5 separate regions of the Mus musculus genome follow, and regions 2, 3, 4 and 5 are each linked to region 1. The links are chromatin contacts, called in public HiChIP or PLAC-seq maps. All regions are on one chromosome and are shown on one strand. Each heading gives the region's core, a stretch centred on a gene start, on an enhancer-like site or on the middle of the called end of the contact. The rest is flanking DNA. Distances are from core to core; before and after follow the strand shown.

Evidence for each region. HiChIP or PLAC-seq counts read pairs in DNA pulled down with a chosen protein or histone mark.
Region 2: an H3K4me3 HiChIP or PLAC-seq map of embryonic stem cells shows a contact between it and region 1, with 13 read pairs. The contact joins the promoter of Tmem41b here to the promoter of Tmem9b in region 1. A contact is called at or near these places in 4 of 39 promoter capture datasets (3T3-L1-derived adipocytes, the C10 cell line, cranial neural crest and 1 more), 2 of 484 Hi-C or Micro-C datasets (ECoMG-derived neutrophils and natural killer cells), 7 of 115 datasets of contacts at active chromatin or transcription factors (the SCID.adh cell line, cardiomyocytes, effector CD8 T cells and 4 more) and 2 of 9 other capture datasets (liver and pancreatic islet).
Region 3: an H3K4me3 HiChIP or PLAC-seq map of bone marrow-derived macrophages shows a contact between it and region 1, with 3 times the contacts expected there. The contact joins the enhancer-like site here to the promoter of Tmem9b in region 1. A contact is called at or near these places in 1 of 39 promoter capture datasets (cranial neural crest), 7 of 115 datasets of contacts at active chromatin or transcription factors (bone marrow-derived macrophages, embryonic limb bud, embryonic stem cells and 2 more) and 3 of 9 other capture datasets (adipose tissue, liver and pancreatic islet).
Region 4: a contact with region 1 is called in an H3K4me3 HiChIP or PLAC-seq map of embryonic stem cells, with 19 read pairs. The contact joins the promoter of Dennd5a here to the promoter of Tmem9b in region 1. A contact is called at or near these places in 7 of 39 promoter capture datasets (the 3T3-L1 cell line, the C10 cell line, cranial neural crest and 3 more), 6 of 484 Hi-C or Micro-C datasets (the Ba/F3 cell line, CD8 T cells, embryonic stem cells and 2 more), 15 of 115 datasets of contacts at active chromatin or transcription factors (CD8 T cells, the NIH/3T3 cell line, the SCID.adh cell line and 8 more) and 3 of 9 other capture datasets (adipose tissue, embryonic stem cells and pancreatic islet).
Region 5: a contact with region 1 is called in an H3K4me3 HiChIP or PLAC-seq map of embryonic stem cells, with 30 read pairs. The contact joins the promoter of Denn2b here to the promoter of Tmem9b in region 1. A contact is called at or near these places in 6 of 39 promoter capture datasets (the HPC-7 cell line, cranial neural crest, embryonic stem cells and 2 more), 1 of 484 Hi-C or Micro-C datasets (forebrain), 4 of 115 datasets of contacts at active chromatin or transcription factors (embryonic stem cells, extraembryonic endoderm stem cells, heart atrium and 1 more) and 1 of 9 other capture datasets (liver).

The regions. Positions count from the first base shown.
Region 1 is chr7:109,750,927-109,753,615 of GRCm38.p6, reverse strand. Tmem9b (TMEM9 domain family, member B) reads left to right here and starts at 1,353. Exons shown (of 5, transcript NM_020050.1): 1 at 1,353-1,545. The coding sequence starts at 1,438. It also overlaps the pseudogene 4930431P19Rik.
Region 2 is chr7:109,984,900-109,987,588 of GRCm38.p6, reverse strand. Tmem41b (transmembrane protein 41B) reads left to right here and starts at 1,359. Exons shown (of 7, transcript NM_153525.5): 1 at 1,359-1,627. The coding sequence starts at 1,507.
Region 3 is chr7:109,540,533-109,543,221 of GRCm38.p6, reverse strand. It overlaps Denn2b (DENN domain containing 2B), which reads left to right. Exons shown (of 20, transcript NM_001001326.1): 6 at 687-902; 7 at 1,790-1,886. Among named protein-coding and RNA genes, the nearest start is that of Snora3, 22 kb to the right of the region's middle. Within about 2 kb of position 1,346, at least 12 of the 459 cell types and tissues checked have an H3K27ac peak or open chromatin away from gene starts, as enhancers often do. A contact at or near this core is called in bone marrow-derived macrophages, where this site is marked.
Region 4 is chr7:109,959,032-109,961,720 of GRCm38.p6, reverse strand. Dennd5a (DENN/MADD domain containing 5A) reads left to right here and starts at 1,299. Exons shown (of 23, transcript NM_021494.1): 1 at 1,299-1,647. The coding sequence starts at 1,539.
Region 5 is chr7:109,615,757-109,618,445 of GRCm38.p6, reverse strand. It overlaps Denn2b (DENN domain containing 2B), which reads left to right and starts at 1,299. Exons shown (of 20, transcript NM_001001326.1): 1 at 1,299-1,388.

The DNA.
Region 1 (2,689 bases), core at 104-2,603:
TATGCTTTATCTGAAGGACATGTCAGACATACAGCTCTAAACTGATCCAAACTGGCTACTAAGTCAGCTTTTAGCAATCAGATCTAAATACCTCACCAACAAATTTTATCCTGACAGCCCTGCGATTAGTAGGACACCCCTTAGAAGGACAATTATCCCCACTGTGACAGGATGATCTACAATACCTCACCAACAAATTTTATCCTGACAGCCCTGCGATTAGTAGGACACCCCTTAGAAGGACAATTATTCCCACTGTGACAGGATTGTCACAAGAACTGGTGCGAAAGCATCTAGTCCTTTGGGCTAGTTGCCATTTAGGACTAAAAAAGGGCTAAATACATTTAATGCAATAGCACTTTGTGTTAGATTCTAGTCTAGTATCGACAAGAATCACATAGCAGAAAAACGCTGCGAAATTTCTACCTGTAAATTAAGAAAGACATTTCCACCAACCAGGAAAGGACCACTTGAAGGGGCGGGGTGGGGGTGTCTTATAAGTAAAAATTGAAAATCATAAAACTTAATCCCCTTTTATTGAAAGGAAGTGATTTTCCCTTATGACATTCAGCAAATCCCTAAGGGCTGTGATGAGCACGCTGCATCCCTTTCTCTACCCCCAGAGTCTCTACTAAGTGGAAAAAATATTTTAATGAGCAGCTCTATGTTCTCTCCAGGGTGCTCCTGAAGTATCTACAGAAAAAGACACCCCATGGAGTAGGGTCTGCGCTCCCAGAACTGACTGAGAGGTCAACTGTTTTAAATAGGCACTGCCTCACAGGAGCTTGGCTCCTGGATTCTCCACCTCCAGGAGTCCTGGGCGGGGGATGCTCCAGGGGCGTCCGCATCTTGCAAAGCCTGACTTGAGCCAGCCCAGATTCGCCGCCGTGGCCCACTTCCCAGTCCTAGACTGGACCAAGGCTGTCAGCCCCTAGTGGAAGCCACACCCGCGTGGACAGCTCACAGTTACTGTTGGGAGCCGGGCAGGAGTCTGTGTCCTGGAGGCGCACGGACCGCAGGTTCGTACTGAAGCCCCGGTGCGGAGCCTCGAGCCTCCATCGCCGGGTGGGCTTCCGATCTAAGGACGCTCGGGCTCTTCTGGTCAGGTCTCCTGAACAGCACCCTCTCGGCCTTCGCAGTTCCCGGGGATGGGGTTCACCCGGCCTGCGGGACTAGATCCGCATGGCCTGCTCCCTTGGGGTGCAGGATTCGCCAGCTCTGGCCGGGGAAGACCCCCAGCCTTTAGTGCACCCCCGGGGCCGCGACCGTGGCGGGCCTTGTGCACCCGGAACCGTTTCCGGGGCGGAGGCTTTCTCGCAGCTGACCCGGCGCGGACGGTGACGCGCAGGCCCAGGCGGAAGTGCGGGCGGAGGATCCCGAGCCGGATCCCGAGCCGGGCGCGGGGCTCGGGGCTCGCAGGAGCGGCTGGCTCCCGCGATGGCGAGCCTATGGTGCGGAAACCTGCTGCGGCTGGGCTCGGGGCTCAGCATGTCCTGCCTGGCGCTGTCGGTGCTGCTGCTCGCGCAGCTGACAGGCGCCGCCAAGGTGAGTCCCGCCCCGCCCGGCTCCTGACAGGAGCTCCGCCCCTGCCTCTGGCCTGGCAGAAACTGGGGCTGACCACTTGCTCCCCACTCTCCGGTCTCCCAATCCGACAGCCAAATCCCCCCGACCCCGCTTCACAGCCCGGGCTGGCCCTCTCTAGAGCATCCTAAGCCTTAGCCCCAAACAGTGCCAGAGCGGGGTCTATAACCCTCTGCCTCTTGACATTTCCCTTCCCAGCCCCGACGGGACACACCCGGAACTTTCCAGCCCTGGGAGCTTTGAACTTTCCACCCTTAAACTTGGGCAGCTCTCAGCCCCCAATCCAAACGGTGGGAAACCCTCATCTCCCTGAAATCTTCTCTAGTAGGGACTAGCTCCCCTCACCCTCATCTCCCCGAAGTCTTCCCTACTAGGGACTAGCTCCTCTCAACTCATTGATAAGCAGATTCCCTTGCCATGGTGGGGGCTCGAATCTCATGGCAACTACCCGTTCCCAGAAGGACCTGTAGGGCCACCCCACTAGCCTGATACTCTCACCAAGATCCCCTCCAGGAAAACACACACACACACACACACACACACACACACCCCTCTTCTGATAATTTACTAGCCTAGGAGAGAGGTGACAGGAAGTTGTGTCCTATTCCTCACTGTGTTTCTAAACCTTTTGGTCCCCATATATTTTCTGGTGACCCAGAGCTGTTCTGGCCCAAGAAAACATGTGCTTTCCTCCCAGTGGGCTAACTAATTTTGGGGCAAAATAGAAAGACTCCACGGTGTAGTGGGAAATAGTGACACTGCATTTTTAAAAAGTTTTATAATATTTTTAAATGTTATAAAGGGCTGGGAAAGATAGGTCACAGGTAGGCAGGTGTTTTTGAGCAATTTGGTTTTTTTTTTTTTTTCAGTCTTTCTGGTGTCATCAGAAATAGGGACAGCAAAAAGTTTCCCAACTTTTGAAATACTTCTAGTATGGACTCTCTGTATGGATGTCAAACATTACCATTTTATGTAGTGTATCATGATATAAACATCCGTCTCCCCTTGATAGGATTTGTCCCAGGAAACAGGAGCTGTGTCTTTTGCTTCTCTGAGTCCTCCTCATTGAGCACAGGCTCTGGCACAGTGGTTACTGATACATTTAGGA
Region 2 (2,689 bases), core at 110-2,609, 230 kb before region 1:
TTAATCCCAGAATTTGTGAGCCAGAGGCAGGGGAATTTCTGAGTTCAAGGTCAGCCTGACAGCCTGGTCTACAGAGCGAGTTGCAGGACAGCCAGGGCTACACAGAGAAACCCTGTCTCAAACCGCCCCCCCCCCCAAAAAAAAGTAATCAGAGGACAACTTCCAAGAGTTAGTTCTCACCTACTGCTATTAGGTCTCAGAGACCGAAATAAGCCTGTCAAGTTTAAGAGACAAATACTTCTACGCACTGAGCTGCCAATTCTCTAGATATCAGATTATTTCTTCTAAGTGTAATTACTGCTTAAGAACAATCCAATTCCCCACTCCCCCTTTTTGTCCAAATTTTAAAATACACTGCTAAGTTACTTTCACGAAGAAATTCCCCACTATTACCTTCGATACCTGCTTTTAAAAAAGATAACGAAAAAAATGTCAATTGGATAGGGGCATCGCTCAGCAACAGAATGGTGTGGTTTGTATGCCCAAGGTCTAAGATTATATCGACAGCAAGAACAAAACAAAACAGGGCTGGAGAGATGGCTCAGTGGTTAAGAGCACCGACTGCCCTTCCGAAGTCTTGAATTCAAATCCCAGCAACCACATGGTGGCTCACAAACATCCGTAATGAGATCTGATGCCCTCTTCTGGTCTGTCTGAAGACAGCTACAGTGTACTTAGATATAATAATAAATAAATCTTAAAAAAAAAAAAGAACAAGACAAAGCAAAATCCTAAAGAAGAGGTGACTCTAATATACTTACCAGTGAGAAGCTGGATATGAGGGGCAGAAGGAGAAAAACTGTCAAGAAGCTATGCCTTGGCTCAGGAAACGCCAAAATATAGCGAGTAAGGGTGAATTTACTTTGGACAGGTGAGTGAAAAACCTTGGACTCTAAACTAATTTCTGTCACTCTGTGATCTTCTTTGTTTCTAGGTCTCAATTTTGTGAGATTCAGGTACGTTTGTCTCATGTTTTAAATTTTACACGATTTTAAGAACAGGCTTCCAGCTTCCACAGCGCTTGTAACCCATTTGCTGCGGAACGAATGGAATCTCCAACACCAACTAGTCGCGCGCAGACACTTCCGGTTGGCGGAACAAAGAGTCTGAAGTACTCGAGCCTCACTTCCGTGTGACGAAAGCTACGCGGAGAAGTCGGACCTTAGGCCGCAGACCCATGACTTGCCAATGCGATATTGCTCATGCGCCCTACACCAGCGAGGTGGGCGGGGCCCCGGAGGGGGCGGGGTCGGCCCTGACTTGTCTCGCGGTTACTGGGCGTGCGGGAGCGCGCGAGGTTCGTGGGCGGTTCTGGGCGGGCCCTCACCTGATATCTCTGGAAGGCTCCGCCGAGTGTCAAGTTTTCGAGGTCGTCTCAGGTGAGGTGGTCGTGCCGGAAGTAGTTGTGCCTCGCGCCTGGGTGTTGAAAGAAAGCTGCGGGAGGAGCTTTAGTCATTCAAGGGGGCGCGGCACCAGTAGGAGCTCTTCGCGGCCCCCGCAGCAGCCATGGCGAAAGGCAGAGTGGCTGATCGATCGCCCACCGAAATGTTGCACTCGACCCCAGCCGGGGACCGGGCAGTGAGGACCCAGGGTTCCGCCGCGCCTGGCAGCAAAGATCATCTGAACGGTGAGTGGACCTGCGGGACGGGGCTGAGGCTGCCCTAAAGATTAGGACCCCGTGGTGCAGGTCGCAGGGAAAGAGGGACCTTTCAGCACCGAAGCATCTCAGCAAGAGAGTCCTGTACTTGGCGGGGAACCCAGCATGACAGAGGGCTAGACTCCTCCTAGTTAGTTTTTTCTCAATAGACTTTAGTCAAAGGAAGCGGTGACCCCGACTTGTGACACCAAATAGACCGGTTCGTTATCCAGGCCACCCAGACAGGTATTTGAGAGACTTGAGCTTTCGTTGTATTGTTTTACAGATGAACATACTGAGGACTATGCAGCTCCATGACTTGTGTAGAGTCACAGAGCCACACTAAGGTTGTGATTAAGAGCAAAGACTTGCCCTTCCAGGTGCCACTTGAAAGTGTCAGATTCTAGCCGGTGGTAGTTGTAGTTGCGCGTCCTTTTAATCCAGTTCTCCGGAGACAGACAAGTTCCAGGTTACACAGAGAAAACCCTGCCTCGAAAAAAACACAACATTTTCAGCTCTTGTGTTTCCATTTAACCTGGTTTGTAACTTAAAAAAAAAAAATTGTTTGATTTGTTTTCAAGCTAAGTAGCCCTGGTTGTATTGGAGGACCTTGCTCTGTAGATTAGACTGGCCTCTAAGGCAAAGAATGGCTTCCTTCAGCCTCCCAAGTACTTGGATCCAAGGCGTGCAGGCGTACACTACCGCCTTGTTTTTTTTTTTGTTTTTTTTGTTTTTTTTTTTTTTGGTCTTTCAAGACAGGGTTTCTCTGTATAGCCCTGGCTGTCCTGGAACTCACTCTGTAGATCAGGCTGGCCTCGAACTCAGAAATCGTCTGCCTCTGCCTCTCAAGTGCTGAGATTAAAGGCGTGTGCCACCACTGCACGGCCTTCGCCTTGTACTTTTTTTTTTTTTAATTTATTTATTACATGTAAGTACACAGTAGCTGTCTTCAGACACACCAGAAGAGGGTATCAGATCACGTTACAGATGCTTGTGAACCACCATGTGGTTGCTGGGATTTGAACTCTGGACCTTTGGAAGAGCAGTCGGGTG
Region 3 (2,689 bases), core at 97-2,596, 210 kb after region 1:
ACTTGCAGAAAGTTGAGAAGAGGCAGATTGAGACAAAAACTTGAGGGCTCTCAGGAGATGCCTGCTTTCCCAGCAGTTCCACTATCAATTAGCCAACTAGGTGTTCTATACTGAAGATCATCAGCTGTTCATTAAGGATATACAGGGCCAGAGAACGAGGCTGCCCAAAATGGTATAGTGAGAGGGAGCCACTTGAATGTGAGGTCTGTCTTACTCAACTTTGGTGGCCACAGCCCAAGACCCCTATTCTCTGGAGGAAGTAAGCATGGCCAGGATGTCAGGCTCACACAACAGAGCAGGTTGGCAGGTAGGCTATGGCCTCTTGCACAAAAGGCTTCAGAACTGAGGAGGTAGAACGAGTGGTTCCCTCATCCACAATCACTAATCCTCTGTCAAAGTTCAGACAGTGCCTGGAGATTTCTGCTCTGTCTCCTCTTTCAGCTCAATAGAGGATCTTTTTTCTTTATTCTTTTCTGGCAGAAGAAGTAACACTTTCTTTGAAGAAGCAAGCATTTAATCTAGTGCTTACCTGGCCACTGAACAGCTAAGGTCTTTAAGGAGGAAACTCTAGGTTATTGAATTCTAACAGGGAACTGGTGAGAGCTGAGGATGCACAGATAGCAGAAGACAGATACTGATAAAACACTTGTAGTGAGCTCCCTCTCATATCCTGTCCCCCATGCCAGCTGTCCCTGAAGTCCAACAGCCAGTCCCTGCGCAGTGGGAACTGGTCAGAAAGGAAGAGCCATCGTTTGCCACGATTACCCAAGAGGCATAGCCATGATGACATGATGCTGTTGGCTCAGCTGAGCCTGCCATCTTCACCCTCCAGCCTCAATGAGGACAGCCTCAGCACCACAAGTGAGCTGCTGTCCAGCCGCAGGTCCCGCCGCATTCCCAAGGTATCCTTCCCGCATTGAGCCCAGGGCGCTAGGCAGATGGGTGGGTAGGCAAACAGCTATGCTCTGGCCTGCCTTCCTTCCTTCCTTCCTCCTCTAATCTGGGCTGCTTTTTTAGTTCCCCTTGAATAGATTGAGGGCCTCCTTTCCCCGGTCCCTTCTTTACCAATAAGATTGCACTAGCCCTTCCCAGTACTGAGGGTTAGAGGGAAAAGACTAGCTGAGCTGAGACTCTCTTACCCAGTATGACAGGTGAATTTGAGTTCTTGTTCACAGAAACATCTTTGGCCTTTCAGGGACCTAAAGATTCAGACCATCTCTTCCTATGTCTCAAAAATCAAAGCGCTTTCAGCAATGACTTGCACATGTGTCCATGTGCCCGCTCCTCAGCCCTGCACATGCTGCGCTGCAGAACTTAGCTAAATGGTATTTTTAGCTTGCAAACAATGCTTGGGCATATTGTGAATTTAGCTTCTTCCTGTCAGGCCCCAGGTTATGGCCCAGAGAGGAAAGGCTAGAATCCTTGTTCCTGTTTTTATATCTGAGAAACTCTTTGTCTCCGTTGGTTCAATGACTCTTGGGACCCAGGAGCTCCCATCCTGTCTAGTTTGATCACAGTTCCTTCCTTTGGGGAGCTAAGTTTAGTGTCCTTGTCTTGGGGCAGGAACCTATTCCTGGGGCACAGGGTAGATGGAGAGCTACCCAGGGTGGTTGATAAGCCTCCACTGTGGTCGTTTTAATAGGAAGACCAGTGCTGGACCCAGCTGGAGCAGTGCACAGAGCTCTTGCACACCTATAAGGGAAAGAATGGGTTCATAATTTATCTTCATAGAATTAGGGGCAGCTGGTGATAGAATAGCCTCACCTTCTCTGCTTTTTTTTTAAACTAGCTTGTCCAAAGAATTAACTCTATCTATAATGCCAAGAGAGGAAAGAAGAGGTTGAAAAAGCTGTCTATGTCCAGCCTTGAGACAGCATCATTGAGAGGTAGGTATTGGTGTCTAAATTGCATCACCTTTGCAGGTCCATGAATATCAGGGATGGGGAGAGATTGACTTCAGTTTATCTCACCTGAGGTAGTAATGGGATCCTTCTGCTTTGTAGGAAGGTAGCACTCTTCCACAAAATGGCCACATAAGTGGGAGGGGCTGAGAGGAAATAAGCTCTGTGATGTTTTCCTTCAGACTTTGGACTATGAGGCCCTGAGTTAGGACATGTGGGAATCTGCTTTGGGCAAAAGGAAAGGCCAGACTTACTGAGCTCTCTGGTCTGTTTTCCATTTCAAATCTTGGACTGAGGCAGGTCCTTTGTATTCCAGGCATCTAGGCCTCTCTGTGGCTCAGCCTTCAACTTAGGCCCTCAGCTTCACCCACCCAGTAGGTGTTTGCCTATAAGTTAGCAATGGAGGCCTGATCTCTGAGGTATCCTTGTTCTGAGCCATTTGCCTCCTGCCCTCAGGTGCCTATCATTGGCCCAGAGTGGCCCAGAGTAGCCCAGACTAGGTTTAGGTCTATTCGTCATTCGTAATGTTGGAAGGCTCACAGGTCAGCAAGATAGCTTAGCAGATAAATGCACTTGCTGACAAGCCTGGCCACCTAAGTTTGAGCCACAAAGCCTATGTGTTAGAAGGAGAGAATCAACTCATACAAACTGCCTTCTGATCTCCATATACACGTGGCTGCTCGCGTAAGCCCATATTCATTTTTGTATTCTCTCTCTCTCTCTCTCTCTCTCTCTCTCTCTCTTTCTCTCTCTCTCTCTCTCTCTCACACACACACACAAACACACAC
Region 4 (2,689 bases), core at 50-2,549, 210 kb before region 1:
CAGAGCAAACCTGGCGCACACTATTCTGTAACAACAATGACAATGTATATAATATTTATGGAGTGCCTTCTATGTTCTGGGTATAATCCTCACCACTTTACCTATACATGCATTTATTTTGTACTTTGACAAAAATCATGCCTGTTGGCACCTAGAAATTACATAAGTAAGTTGCCAATATCATATTGTACATTATAAGTCAGAATTCAAACTGGGGGACTGTTTCTAGAGCCCATGCTAGCAGCCACTACAGTTTCTCTTCCTTGGCCTCTGATGTTACAGTACAGACCCACCTGAGCCTGGTGTGATGATGCAGGCCTTTAAGCCCAGCACTGAGCAGGCAGAAGAAAGAGTATTGCATCAGGGTAATACAGGTACATAGCAAGTTCTGGGTCAGACAGGTCTATAAGTGAGACCCTATCCAAAAAAACCAAATCAAATCAATCAACCAACCAACCACCAAAAGAAGACACATCTGGCTAGCTTCTGTAGAAAATGAAGTCAGAGGGTCTGTTCTTTAGACAAGAGACAAGGACCAGGAGGTTTCACCTGTTCAGCCACCCTTTCTCTTCTACAAGCAAATTCTCACTAGAAGGAAGAAAGGAATGAATGAATGAATGAATGAATGAATGAAGGGTGATGGATAGATGGATGAATGGACAGAGAATTCTGTGAGCATGAAAAGAACTAAGTGAAGGGGGAGGGAGACTTCTGGGGCTTCATGAAAGGGGGAGAGTTTGGTGCATGGAAGAAGCCCTGCTTGTGGGGTGCGGGGCAGTGAGCTAGCGCAGGATTCAAGCGTAGGGTTGTTTCTTGCATTTTTTGAGCCTCAGTTTCCCTATCTGCAAATTAAAGGTAAATAGAAGATAAGCTGACCCACTCTCTCCAAAGAACAGAGTTTCCTCAGATCTATTGGGGAAAGCTGACACTGAGGAGAGGTGACAAGGAGAAGCTGCTCTGTGGTGACAGTATAGGAGCAGGATTCGGTGGGCTTCACAGTTCAGCCCTGCAGCTCTTATGCCGGTGACACGGCCAGCACGAGCCACCATGGCCCACTCTTTCCGCACACCGCATCCGATTTCTCTAAAGGGTGTCGCAGTCGCGTGGAGGTGGCTGCAGTCGCGGGATCCCAGCAGCTGACCGCTGGCCACTCTGTGGTGGCTGCTCTGGAAGCCCAGGCCCCCGGGGCCCAAAGAGCATCACGTCATCCTTTGCGCCCGACGACCGCCCCTCCCCGACCGCGCGTGCGCACGCGGTGGCGGCGGGTGGGGGGCCGCGGTGGGGCGGGCGGCCGCTCTCCGCCCTTCCTCAGGCTTGCTCAGGCCGCGGTGCAGAGGACAGCGTCCAGGATGCGGCGCGGGGTGGCCCGGCGCCCCCCTGCCCCGGCACGGCAGCGGCGGCCGCTAGGACCCGGCGAGGCCCGGGGGCGGCGGCCGGAGCCTCGGTAGCGGCGGCGGAGGGAGCGGCGGCTGAGGGCGGGCGGGCGGCCGGGGGCGGGGGCTCGGCTCCGCGCGGCTTGCCCCGCTCGGCCCGGAGCCATGAGCGGCGGCGGCGGCGGAGGGGGCTCGGCGCCCAGTCGCTTCGCCGACTATTTTGTCATCTGCGGGCTGGACACCGAGACCGGGCTGGAGCCGGACGAGCTGTCGGGTGAGTGCGCGCGAGCCCGGGCTAGGGCCCGCGGGGCCCGCTTTGTCCCGGGAGCCCAGTGAGGGTCGGGCGAGCAGACGGGACGCGGGTCCCGCGGGCCTGCTGCCCCCCGCGCGGTGGTCGCCGCGTCGGCAACCTGGGGAGACGCGGACGCTGGGTGCGCTCAGAGGTCGAGGGGCTTAGTCCACAATGAAGGGAAGCTTGCCTTCTAGCACCCTTTTGGGAGGAAAGAAGTTAGCCCACTTCCTAGTGAGAGTTAGTCCCACCCAGACTTTTCAAAAGAGCAAAACAAAAACTTGATGAGTTTATTTGGCCTCTTCCCAAGAAGCCGGCGAGACCAGTTCCTCAAAACCGTTATAACTCACTCCTGAGCAGGCCAGGCCCGGGCTTTTCCTTCACAGTTCTGCCCCTCTTGATCGGACGTGAAGTGACAAATTGAACCGGGTTACACCAAGAACGGGTTCTCTCTTGGCGCTAGAAAAGAACTTGTACCCAGGGCCATGCTTTTGTTGTTGTTGTTGTTGTTGTTTGTTTTTTAAGTTAATGTCCTTTACCAGGCGAGGGTCATTTGTGAATGAAGGCAGCGCGTCCCAGTTGGACAGGTTGTGCAGTGTTGTGATGCCTCTCAAGTTATCTTTCGAAGAGGAAGTGATGGGGGAGTGACAGTGAGGCCCTGATGAGATTTGGCACCCATTGCTTGAAGGTGTAAGAATTATAAAATCCCCGGTGAATTCCTGCGCGCCCACATTGGAGTTGCAACAGTTTTGAAAAGTTTTTGGGTGGCCAGTAAGCAGGTTTCAGTGGTTGGAGGCTTGTCGTGTTAGACTTTAAAGTTATGTCATGCTGATTCGATGAGGGAAACTCCTCTCCCCCTTTCTGTCACGATGTGGTAGTCATTGAACACCGTACAGTTTCTCTATTGAAAGTGATCATCCAGTCTTGGATTTTTTTTTTTTTGTCACTCCAGTTTGTTTGTTTGTTTCTCCTCCGATTCTTCTTCTTCCTCCTCCTCCTCCTTGTCTTCCTCTTTCTCCTCCTTATC
Region 5 (2,689 bases), core at 50-2,549, 140 kb after region 1:
CACAAGGAATTCTGCAAGGGATAAGCGTTACAGATTCCATCAGGGCCCCCCCACCCCTCCCCCAGCATTATTTTGAGGAGCAGCATTGGAGAATGGCCTCCTTGAGCCTCATTGTCTTCATCCTCATCAGCCTCCACCTTCCCACATGCAGTCAATCCATTTACCAACCCCGAGTTCTACTTGAAAAATATATCTACTAGATTGGTGGAGGAGAGGTACTAACAATTGGGGGGTGGTGGATGAGAGCTGAGTGCCTAATTTGAAGTGTTTTTGACTAATAGCACCTTGACACTGCACCTCACACCCTAGTCCTCTGCCACCCCAGTATGAGATATATTCATAGAAAGTAGAAAGTCGGGAGGAGGCTGGCTCAGTGACAGGTGGCCAGTTGGCGATGAGGTCAGGCACTGCTAAGGTCTTGTGACTCTAGCTCTGGTATTCTTGGCAACTGTTCTGCTTAATGTATGCCAGAAAGTTGAAAGGCTTGGACACTGGTTTTGGATCTCTCATTTCCTGGTTCAGTAAATGGGAGCAAGTAATTTAACTTTACTTTAGATACATTTTTAAAATGTGTTAAATTAATATAACACCAGTCGTAACTTTTAGGACTACTCTGTCAGAGAAAAAAATGAACCAGGATTTGGGAGGTTATTTTGGGAAGATGTAAGATAGTACTTGGGGGTAGGGCAGGGCATTTTTTCTCTAGTTTGCAGCAGATATTGTGCATGTCATAGATGTTATCGGTCATTAAATCTTTGGGCTAGAAGGGTGGCAGATAGATTTACCTTAACAGGACTTAGATAGAGTCTTCACTTTCCCTTGGAGGCCCACACTTGTGGTTCTTAGAAAATGAGCTGGTTTTCAAGATCAGGCTTCTGTGTACTTTATAGCAAAACATAAAGGACTAGGAGACCCTTGACTTGTCTCTACTCTCAGTTCCTAACTAGTTAGGTAAGTGTGGATCAAGTATCTGATCTCTCTGGGCCTCAGTGATCCCATCTATAAAATGGTAGCAAACCTATCTGACCAGTGTGTTAAGAGCATCAAACAAACTAGTACATCTATTTTGAGAGGGTTAGGCAGCATCCAAGCAAAAGTATACATAGGGCTACTAAAAGGGCCTTCTGTGTCCCAGGTACGGCCCTGGCACTTGTACAGTTTCTCATTGGAGGCCTGGGCTGTGGATCTTTTGTTCAGAGAGGAGGCTGTTTGCATTGTGTTTGATGTCCTGGCTCTGACTGTAGACTTAAACAGTGTTCCTCCTAATCCTGATCTAGTTTGTTTCTTCTCCTTTGCAGGAAGACAAGAGACTGCTTGGGCTCTGGCACTAGTACCATGGGACCCTGTACTGGCTAAAAGCTGTCTCCAGGACCTGAACAGTCAACAAGGTAACCAGAGAGGCCAGTCTAGGCCAGCTTCTAGGATGTGAACTGTGTTTCTGCCCCAAATGCTCCTGAAAAATCCCAAGCGAACAAACAAGTTGAGGCAGCACGCATCAGGGTCCCTCCTCATTCCGCTGCTGCTGCAGGACCCAGAGGAAGTGCTTGCTTCCCCTCCAAGCCTTCAGCTAGCTCCCTCCCCTTTGGCAGGGATTCTTCCAAGTTATAAAAGCTGAGACACTAGAGGGGAGGAAAACAAGTCCACTCACTGTCCTCACCCTTCTCCCCTCTGGGTTGTTGCAGCAAGTTCCCAGGAACAGACCTGGGCTCCTGGTTGACTGGAAGGGAGGTAGGAGGAGTGGAATGCATGCATAAACTGAGCCGATCAAAAGACCGCGCTGTTTCAAGGCCGGCTAGAACTCAGAGAATGTGTAGAAGCACGCGCACGCATAAACGTGCGCGTGCTAGCTCGCTCCTGGGACACCGGGTTGAGGGAGAGCGCCTAGCTGAGTGAGAGCAAGCCTGCAAGCGTGTGTGCAGCCTAGGACAGGTCTCCATGACAACCAGCCTGACTGGCTAGCTGCGCTAGCTCTGCTCACTTGGCTGGAAGGAGTGTCTTGAAAGGTCAGAGGAAGGAGCTGTGGGAAGTTCGCAGCAGGTACTGGAGCTTAAGCCAGTGGATCTGGGGGCCCTGGGCTCCCTAAGCGACTGTGGTGTGAGCCAGCCTCTGTGGAGAATGGAGTGGGCAAGAAATCACCCGGACTACCAGGTAAGGGCACCTCTGAGCCCCTTGCTTTGAGTCGGGCTGTTTATGGCAGGCCAGTGTCTGTGCTCTTCACTTCAGAGTTTGGGGGTCGAGAATGATGTCATACTCCAACAGTTGGATTCTATTAGCTCCGGGAGGAGGAGGGAAACTGCCAATTTTCTTGACTTTGCAAATCTAGCTAATCTCACTCTGGCTGAATCGGAGATGTTTAGGCTTCACTCTGCTTTTATTTAGCACAAAGCCACTGGATATTTTCACAGGAAGGTTCTTTTATAGGAAAATGAGTTCTCATCGCTCTAGCACTGTTGAAGTTCTTATGTGGAAACTTTTGAGCAGCTTGGTCGGTTTTACCTCGTGCTCTCTTATCTCCATGCTGCTATGTCTGACTTGTAACAACAATCAAAGTAGCTAATGAAGCTCAGAGAGGAGCCTGCAGTGAGTTTCAAGTCCATCTGGGACACTTGACAGGGCAGAGGGACTGGCACAACAATATCTGAGCGGGGGCCTTGCACTGTCTATGAAGTAGCTTTGGAAATAGGAAACA